Regions from separate parts of the Hordeum vulgare genome. Here region 1 is linked to region 2. A link is a contact called in public Hi-C data. All regions are on one chromosome and are shown on one strand. The core of a region is the stretch at or near the end of the contact, and the rest is flanking DNA. Distances in the headings are between cores, read along the strand shown.

Evidence for each region. A called contact is a pair of places that touch in the nucleus more often than the background predicts.
Region 1: a Hi-C map of leaf shows a contact between it and region 2, with 5 times the contacts expected there. The contact joins the promoter of LOC123443683 here to the promoter of LOC123439890 in region 2. A contact is called at or near these places in 1 of 6 Hi-C or Micro-C datasets (leaf) and 1 of 1 datasets of contacts at active chromatin or transcription factors (embryo).

Annotation. Positions count from the first base shown.
Region 1 is chr3H:296,926,954-296,930,825 of MorexV3_pseudomolecules_assembly, forward strand. It overlaps LOC123443683 (DEAD-box ATP-dependent RNA helicase 15), which reads left to right and starts at 1,646. Exons shown (of 13, transcript XM_045120182.1): 1 at 1,646-1,710; 2 at 1,796-1,850; 3 at 1,946-2,066; 4 at 2,165-2,265; 5 at 3,140-3,312; 6 at 3,399-3,630; 7 at 3,761-3,872. The coding sequence starts at 1,951.
Region 2 is chr3H:296,429,268-296,433,080 of MorexV3_pseudomolecules_assembly, forward strand. LOC123439890 reads left to right here and starts at 1,622. Exons shown (of 2, transcript XM_045116513.1): 1 at 1,622-1,792; 2 at 2,874-3,813. The coding sequence starts at 2,942. The coding sequence ends at 3,373.

The sequences.
Region 1 (3,872 bases), core at 396-2,895, 500 kb after region 2:
CTGACGACCCAGATCCAGCAATTCCTGAAGCGGGGCGGCGATGATGGCAGCGGTGTCTTGGCAGCGCTCGAGCTCGGGGCCTCGCGTCCATGACGGCTCCTGGCAGCATCTAGAGGTGACGACATGTGGCTGGGGGTGCGGGACCTAGTCCGAAAGGATGCTCCGGCAGACGACGCTGGCGGTGCTCCGGCGAAGCGGTAGCGGGGGTGCTGGGCAGGAAGGTGCGGAGGGGAGGCATCGGCGGCTGGCTACAGCAAGAAGACGAGCGGGAGGCGGGCTCCTGGGCGTCGGCGCGCGCGGGCTCGTCTGGGGCACATATGAGCTCGGGCTGGCCGCAGATGGGTTCCCCGGGGGCAGCGCGAGGTGGAAGGAGGAGATGCAGCTGTGGTGGTGCCTAGAGTGCACACGGATTTTATGGCAGCTAGGTTTTCCTAATTAGGCACGGATGCATGTCTATTTATAGGGAGGGAGTCTAGGCTTAGGGTTTTAGCTCATTTTCGGGCCTTTGGATCTTGATCTGACAATGTTTTCCAAATACCGAAACGTCCAAGAATTAAACCGACTATAGTGTCGCTATATGTTTAATGTTCGGGTATCAAACAACCTGTGAATGTGATGAAATTTGGCACGCGGTCTATCTACACTATATTAGAACCGCACGCCAACTTTCGACCCATTCTCAGAAAGTTTTGTACATGCTTTTAAAACAATAATTTAATGATGCCGTGGGCGCATGCGTGTGTGGTTGGTCTCAGGATGGTTGAGGTCGAGAACGGAGAGAACCGACAACTACAAACGGATGCAAGTTTTTGAAAACTAACGACAAGAGAGTGTCAATGCTATGCAGATGATGCGCATGATGAATGCGACAACCAAATAGATCACACGACGACAACAGAATAAAACGGAAATCTTCGGAAGCGTCGGTCTCGGGCTGTTACAAAATGATCGCGGCTTCGCAGACGACGAGAGTTTTGTGCAAATACGAAACATTTTCCGAGACACCCACTTAAAATGGGACTACGAGTTCAATTATCAAAAAGTACAAGGATTTTTTTACATAAATGCCGCAACGGTGAGCGGATGGAAGCGGCGATAGATGCTTAATTATTAGGTAAAAATACATTATGTGTTGAATAGTAATTTTACATCATCAAATATACATAATTTGTTGGAGTTGTGTATTTTCTTGGTGTAAAAACATTTTTAGTGATGTTTAGTGGGTTTATGAGGGTTTTTTACATCTTCAAATATATAGGTCATTTATTGAAGATGCTCTTATAAACGTGCATGCTGACGGTAAACCAACTTGTGGTTGAAAGGTTAGAGAAATATTGGTATTACAAGTCCATCAATGTTTAAATCCTCGTGCTTGCATTAATTTTAGATTTATTTCAGGATTTTCAGCGACACGTTTTTAGTGCAAGGAGACATTTTTATCAACGACAAAACATCTAAAATGACTTCGTAAATTTTAAAATGATATATCGGTTTAATCTTTTTTCGACGATGCTTATATAGAGAGGTATAATGTGTATCTGCGTGTATATGATATGCCGGCACGCGTGACACGTTTAAGAATGGCCGGCCCACGGGTCCAACCCGTCTTGTTGCGACAAATCCTCAAACAGAGCACACCCAAGTTCTGTGCCCCCTCCCGCATAGTCGCAGCAGTCCCTAATAGAGTACCTAGGTCGTACGCCCCAAGAGGCAAGAACCCTAGATCCCGAATCCAATACAGCACGCGTTTAATCCCTGCGCATGCAGCCTTAAACTCTGATTTCTCTCTTTGCAGCCCTCTCGCCCGAAATACCACGGCTCTTCCTCTCTTCCTTGTCTGAGATCCTGAGGTTGGTGCTTTTGTGGCTGCTGTTGCGATGCTAACTTTGTTGGATTTGCGTGGGTTCGTGTCCCGCGGTGCTTAACCACTGTTCGCTATGCGCAGCCGGGATGGGAGAAGCCAAGGACAACGAGGTGTACGAGGAGGATCTTGTCGACTACGATGAGGAGGTGGAGAACGCCGTCGACGGCGCAGCCGCCAACCCTTCCGTTGACGTCGTCAAGAAGTGCGTGCCGTCGATGCTTCTACTTTTTTACTTTTCTTGCTAGGGCTCGTGGTTGAGGGATCTTATCTCACCTGGTATGATTTGTGGTCTTTGGACAGGGGGTACGTGGGAATCCACAGCTCAGGGTTCAGGGACTTCCTGCTCAAGCCAGAGCTGCTCCGTGCGATCCAGGACTGTGGGTTTGAGCATCCTTCCGAAGGCAAGTTCTTTAAAATTTTAGAGCCACCAGAATTGGATCTACATAAATAGTACGTTGTGGACTCTTGAATTGCAATTTTTTGTTTGTTGAGCACATATAGAACTAGTTGATAAGAGTCGTAATTGCACTGCCAACGGCTATCCAATTTCATTGCTATGGATTCAGAGCTGAGACCAGCGCACTGGTTAATGATAATGACAAGAATGCTTATAGAGAGATTCAGCCAAAACTGCATTGTCAAAAAGGAGACACAGCATACAATTGTTTCTTTTGGTATAGTCATATTTGTTTCTTGTAATCCCTGTCATGGACACATCTTAGCTTTGCTTGATTAGATTGGTTGCTGAAGTTTCACCTTTTGGTCAGTAAGATTAGTATACATTCAACAGTGAATGCAAGACACACGCACAAAAAAAACTTGTTTCATTTGTTTTACTCTTCCCCGGTGCTTACTTATGAGTTACTCTGTTAGCTGAGTTGAATACATGCCCCGGGCATCAAAGCACTTATGCACTCAGTTGTTATAATAGATTTTCTATTAAGGATAGTTAACATGCTAAGAACCGAACGTGCTAGCACGATGAAGGAAAAATGCAAATCGTATAACTGGGCCAAGAACAAGATTTTTCCCCCCATGATCCAGTATTCCTAATACAAAATCAAATAAGCATATTTGAACATCCATCTTTTAGTATGTTATATTTTAGTATATCCCAATGTGACCATAAATTCTCTGTATTGCTGATGTGCAGGTATAATTTCTTCTGACATTTTCAGTCGGAGGAGAGGATATGGTAAAACTCTCCATTAGTGGGCCCAGAAGGTTAAATATTTCTCACTGGTGCTACTCCTATTTTGTTTGGCTCCACATCAGTGCAACATGAATGCATCCCTCAAGCCATTCTTGGAATGGATGTCATCTGTCAAGCAAAATCTGGGATGGGCAAGACTGCTGTTTTTGTCCTCTCAACTCTCCAGCAGATCGATCCGGTTGCTGGTCAAGTAGCTGCACTTGTGTTATGCCATACACGAGAGTTGGCATACCAGGTTGCATACATTTTTTTCAGTTTTATTCTATAAATGTCAGATATGCCTGCTGATGCTAATTGTCTTTTTTACTTAATATATTGTAGATTTGCCATGAATTCGAGAGGTTTAGCAAGTACCTGTCAGAAACTAAAGTTGCTGTCTTCTATGGTGGTGTTCACATAAAAAAACACAAGGATTTATTGAAGAATGAATGCCCTCACATTGTGGTTGGCACACCTGGAAGGATCCTAGCTCTGGCTAGAGACAAGGACCTTTCATTGAAGAATGTGAGGCATTTCATTCTTGATGAATGTGACAAGATGCTTGATTCACTTGGTAGGCTGCTGGTTCCAGGCCATTTTTCAATTTTTATGATAGTTCAGTTCACTTAAGCATAAGTTTCTGTTTACATGCCAGTTTTTCTGTAGTTCAGGGTTCTGGTATTAACCTATGTAATATTTTCCAGACATGCGTCGAGATGTCCAGGAGATCTTCAAGATGACACCCCATGATAAACAAGTGATGATGTTTTCAGCAACACTCAGCAAGGAGATTCGCCCGGTTTGCAAGAAATTTAT
Region 2 (3,813 bases), core at 372-2,871:
TTATTTTGTTTGATGATTTTGAAGGCCTGAGCAAAGCTTTTGTATTGTTGGTCCTTCAACGAAAGGTATTGGAAACGACGAGTGTTATGATATACGGTCGAGCTACGGAGTACAGGTTGTGCAGGTATGTCCGCCAAAACAGTATCACTGTTTTGTTTCTGTTTCTTATCTGAAGTTACACTGTAGTGTATCAACTCAAGAACCTTGTGAATTTACTGGTCTATCACTTTAACCTTCAACCTGATGCACTCAAGAACCTTATGAATTTACTGGCCCATCACTTTAGCCTTCAACCTGATGCTAGTGCATTCCTGCATGATTAATTTATCGCATCAGTTTTGTGGTGGTGCTTGAAGGAGCGTGGTTGTCTCTCTGAATCTCTCTTGACGGATGCTAACGCTAACAGAGTATTACTTTGTGCGCAGGAATCGTGCAAAACGCCCACACCAGCGTCCATGTTGACACACAAGACGCAGCTTGACATGGCCGCTGCCGATTCTGCCGGCTGCCACCGGGACGCGATCCTCACCCTAGCATCCGTCAACTTGTCGAGCCAATGGTTGATATCGGCCAGCAGAGACGGCGCAGTCAAGGTGTGGAAATAGCTTCTTCGGCCCGGTTAGGGAGGGGTATGCTGTCGCCGTCCCACGATGGCAAGCAGAGGCCCCCTTGGTGTACATACGCCTTATTATGACACAATATATATCACGACTCACTGTTGTACAGATGACGATGATGTTAATCAATACAAAACTAGAGGTTGCCATGTATCTATCCTGTGGTAATTTGGGTTAAGCATAGTAACAAGTTGTTTGTTGATAGCATATTTTACAAGATCACCATTCATTTAGGATTTGGCATCAGATTAACATAACATGAAAAGAAGGATGATTTCTGATGCAGTTAGTACTTGTCAAATATTACCTCTTTTTCTTTTCCTAAATACAAGATGTTTTAGAGATTTCAATATGACCTACATACTGAGATGTAAATAGACGTATTTTAGAGTATACATTCACTCGTTATCCTTCGTATGTTGTCCATATTGAAATATCTAAAAGGTCTTATGTTTACGAACGGAGGGTGTATTAAAAAAATCGAGGACAGGTGGTATTGCTTATTTTGCATGTTTTGCCTTGGCGCTTTTGAGGTTAAAATTTTATATGCATGGTACTAGATGATACACCGGTAAGGCGTTCTAAGGGATGAGGAGGAACTCACGATTTTAAGGGACGAGGAGGAGCTTGCGATTTCCGGTCTGCCCGATCTGCTGACGCATGTGACGGACTAGGAGTCTTTGTGTTTTCTCTAAAACAAAGCACAGGCGTTCCCAGTTGCAACGAACATATTCTTTTGCTACCGGATATAAAAAATAATGCATAATGACACATGAAGCATGTTGTGTTCTTTTTTTTGCCCGATGCAACGCACGGTCATTTGTACATTTATACTAGTTCCATTAATCCATGCTTAAAGAATAGATGACGGTTGTCATATGGAAACCCACGTCGGTTCCTGGTGCCTTCTCGAACGCACATCTTTTTACTTGATACCTTTGTAACTCTATATATAGATATACTCATTATTAATAAAGATTAAATATTCACTTTTACATCTCGTTTTCATTTAACACGTTATCAACACGCTCTCCAGCGGAGGGATTTCACGACGGCCTCGACCATAAACAACACGGAAGCGGTGATCGGCGCAGGTCTCCAGCCGACGCATGGCCGCATCAGCCCCGACCTCCCGCATGGCCGCATCAGCCCGAGGCATTCACGGCTCACACAAGGCGAGTCTTTCGATCTGGGAAGAAACCAGATGCAAATACTAATTCTGTATCTTAATTAATACATCAATCAGGATAGTCAATTCCGATTTCGTTCCTGCACGAAGTAAGCACTACCTGCAGGGCGTCTTTTCAATGTCGTCCATGGCCCTCACGGCGCTCCCTCGGCCAGGCTCTTCGCGGCGGCATCCTTCGGCACAGTTGCTCCCAGCGTTGCACCCCGAGACGGTCGTGGATCACGGCCCCCACGTGAATGCACTCTGATTCTGATCACGGCCCCGGTGTGGATGGACTTTAATTTTGCATCCTTAGGCCTCGATTTCGCGCGGAGGGATTCAGGAGATTTTGAGAAGAAAATTCTTGAAAGAGCCAGAAACCTCACAGAACCTTGGACGCCCATTTGGTAAAAGAGGTTTGATTAGCCGAATCCCCTTCGTTCCCCTTCAATCCCTTCCTATCTATGTGTTTCATGATCCTCCTCGAGGGACTGGTGCAAGCAAAACCCTAAGGATTTGACTGGATTGGATGAAATGAAGGGATTTATTAAATCCCCTCAAATCCCCTCCTCCCCAAACCTCCCCAATCCACTTCTACCAAACAAAGCCTTACCTGTTTCGGCCAGCCGCCTAACGCACAGCTGCGGCAGCTGCCAACGGCCGGTGTCCGGCAAGGCGACACCCTCAGGCGATGCGGCGAAGACCTCCGACGTATTGCCTACTTGTCAGCGACCCTGTACTACCTACTTGTCAGCGACCCTGCCGTTGTTGCTAAAGATGCACAGGAACGGGAGAACAAGGAGGAGAGCGACCAGTTGACTCGTGGGCCGACAGACCGGCTTGCAAGCCCATACTGGGCCGTTAAGATGGGTGTATCGTTTCCATTATAAGCCAGTGCCTAGCTAGTACCTGGGTGGCGAACGGCGGACGACTTCGGCCAAGACAGAACGCATGTGTGTAGCTGTGTTGGTGGTTGGGCGGATGTTCTACTTCGATTCTTAATTCTATTATAGATCTAAGCATGTTCCTCGCATCTGGTACTCAAAGCTTTTGATCGTGGAGATTCCTCACCACGACTACATGTACAGATTTCGCGAAGTCGGTCGACCGCAAGTTTAAGGTGCAAGGCGAGGAGATCATAAAATTTGTCAGTCGGATGCTCAAGGACACCACTGCAGCTCTTGACGGCCTCATCTTTGCGCGGATCGATGGCGCCAGGGCCGAGCTCAGCCTCGACGTCGAGCAAATTCGGGCGGAGCTCGAGCGCGGCAACAAGGAGGAACCCTTTGGCAAGCGGGCGAGTTCGTCGGCAGGCAAGGAGGTTGGGGACGGCCGTGAAGCTCTCGCGGCAAATCCCCTTGGCTTCGACAAGTCCCATTGGGGGAGGGTACATCATGTTTATGTGCCTCCTCCGGTCAGAGGTGCACGTGATTCTGGTTCTCCCCGTGATTTTTTTTCTCCTCATGAGCATGTTGCTTCTGAAATGTCTGACGCATACCAACTTGTGCCTCGCATGAAATTGCCTCGTTTCGACGGCGCGAACCCACGTCTATGGCAATCTCGATGCGAGCATTATTTCAAGCTCTAGGGTACCCCTGCATCGAGATGGATTTCGTTCGCCACTTCTCAGTTTGAAGGCACAGCCACGCGATGGTTGGAAGCAGTGCAACGCCGTTCACCAAATTTGCTTTGGCCAGAGTTCTGTCACTTGTTGATGCAGCGGTTTGGTCGCAACCAACAGCAATCTCTGGTTCAGCAGATGTTCCGCATTGCTCAGGAGTCCACTGTGGCTGATTATGTGGAGCGTTTCAGGAGTCTACTGTGGCTGATTATATGGAGCGTTCCGCTGAATTGTATGACCAACTCTCCGCTTGTGCACAGATGCCTGATAGCTTGTATTACACTACTCGGTTCATTGATGGGTTGCGACCATGGGTGCGTATGTCTGTGGCATTACACAAACCACAAGACCTAGATACTGCTTATGATCTGGCACTGCCCCATGAAGAATTGAGTGACACCGGTTAA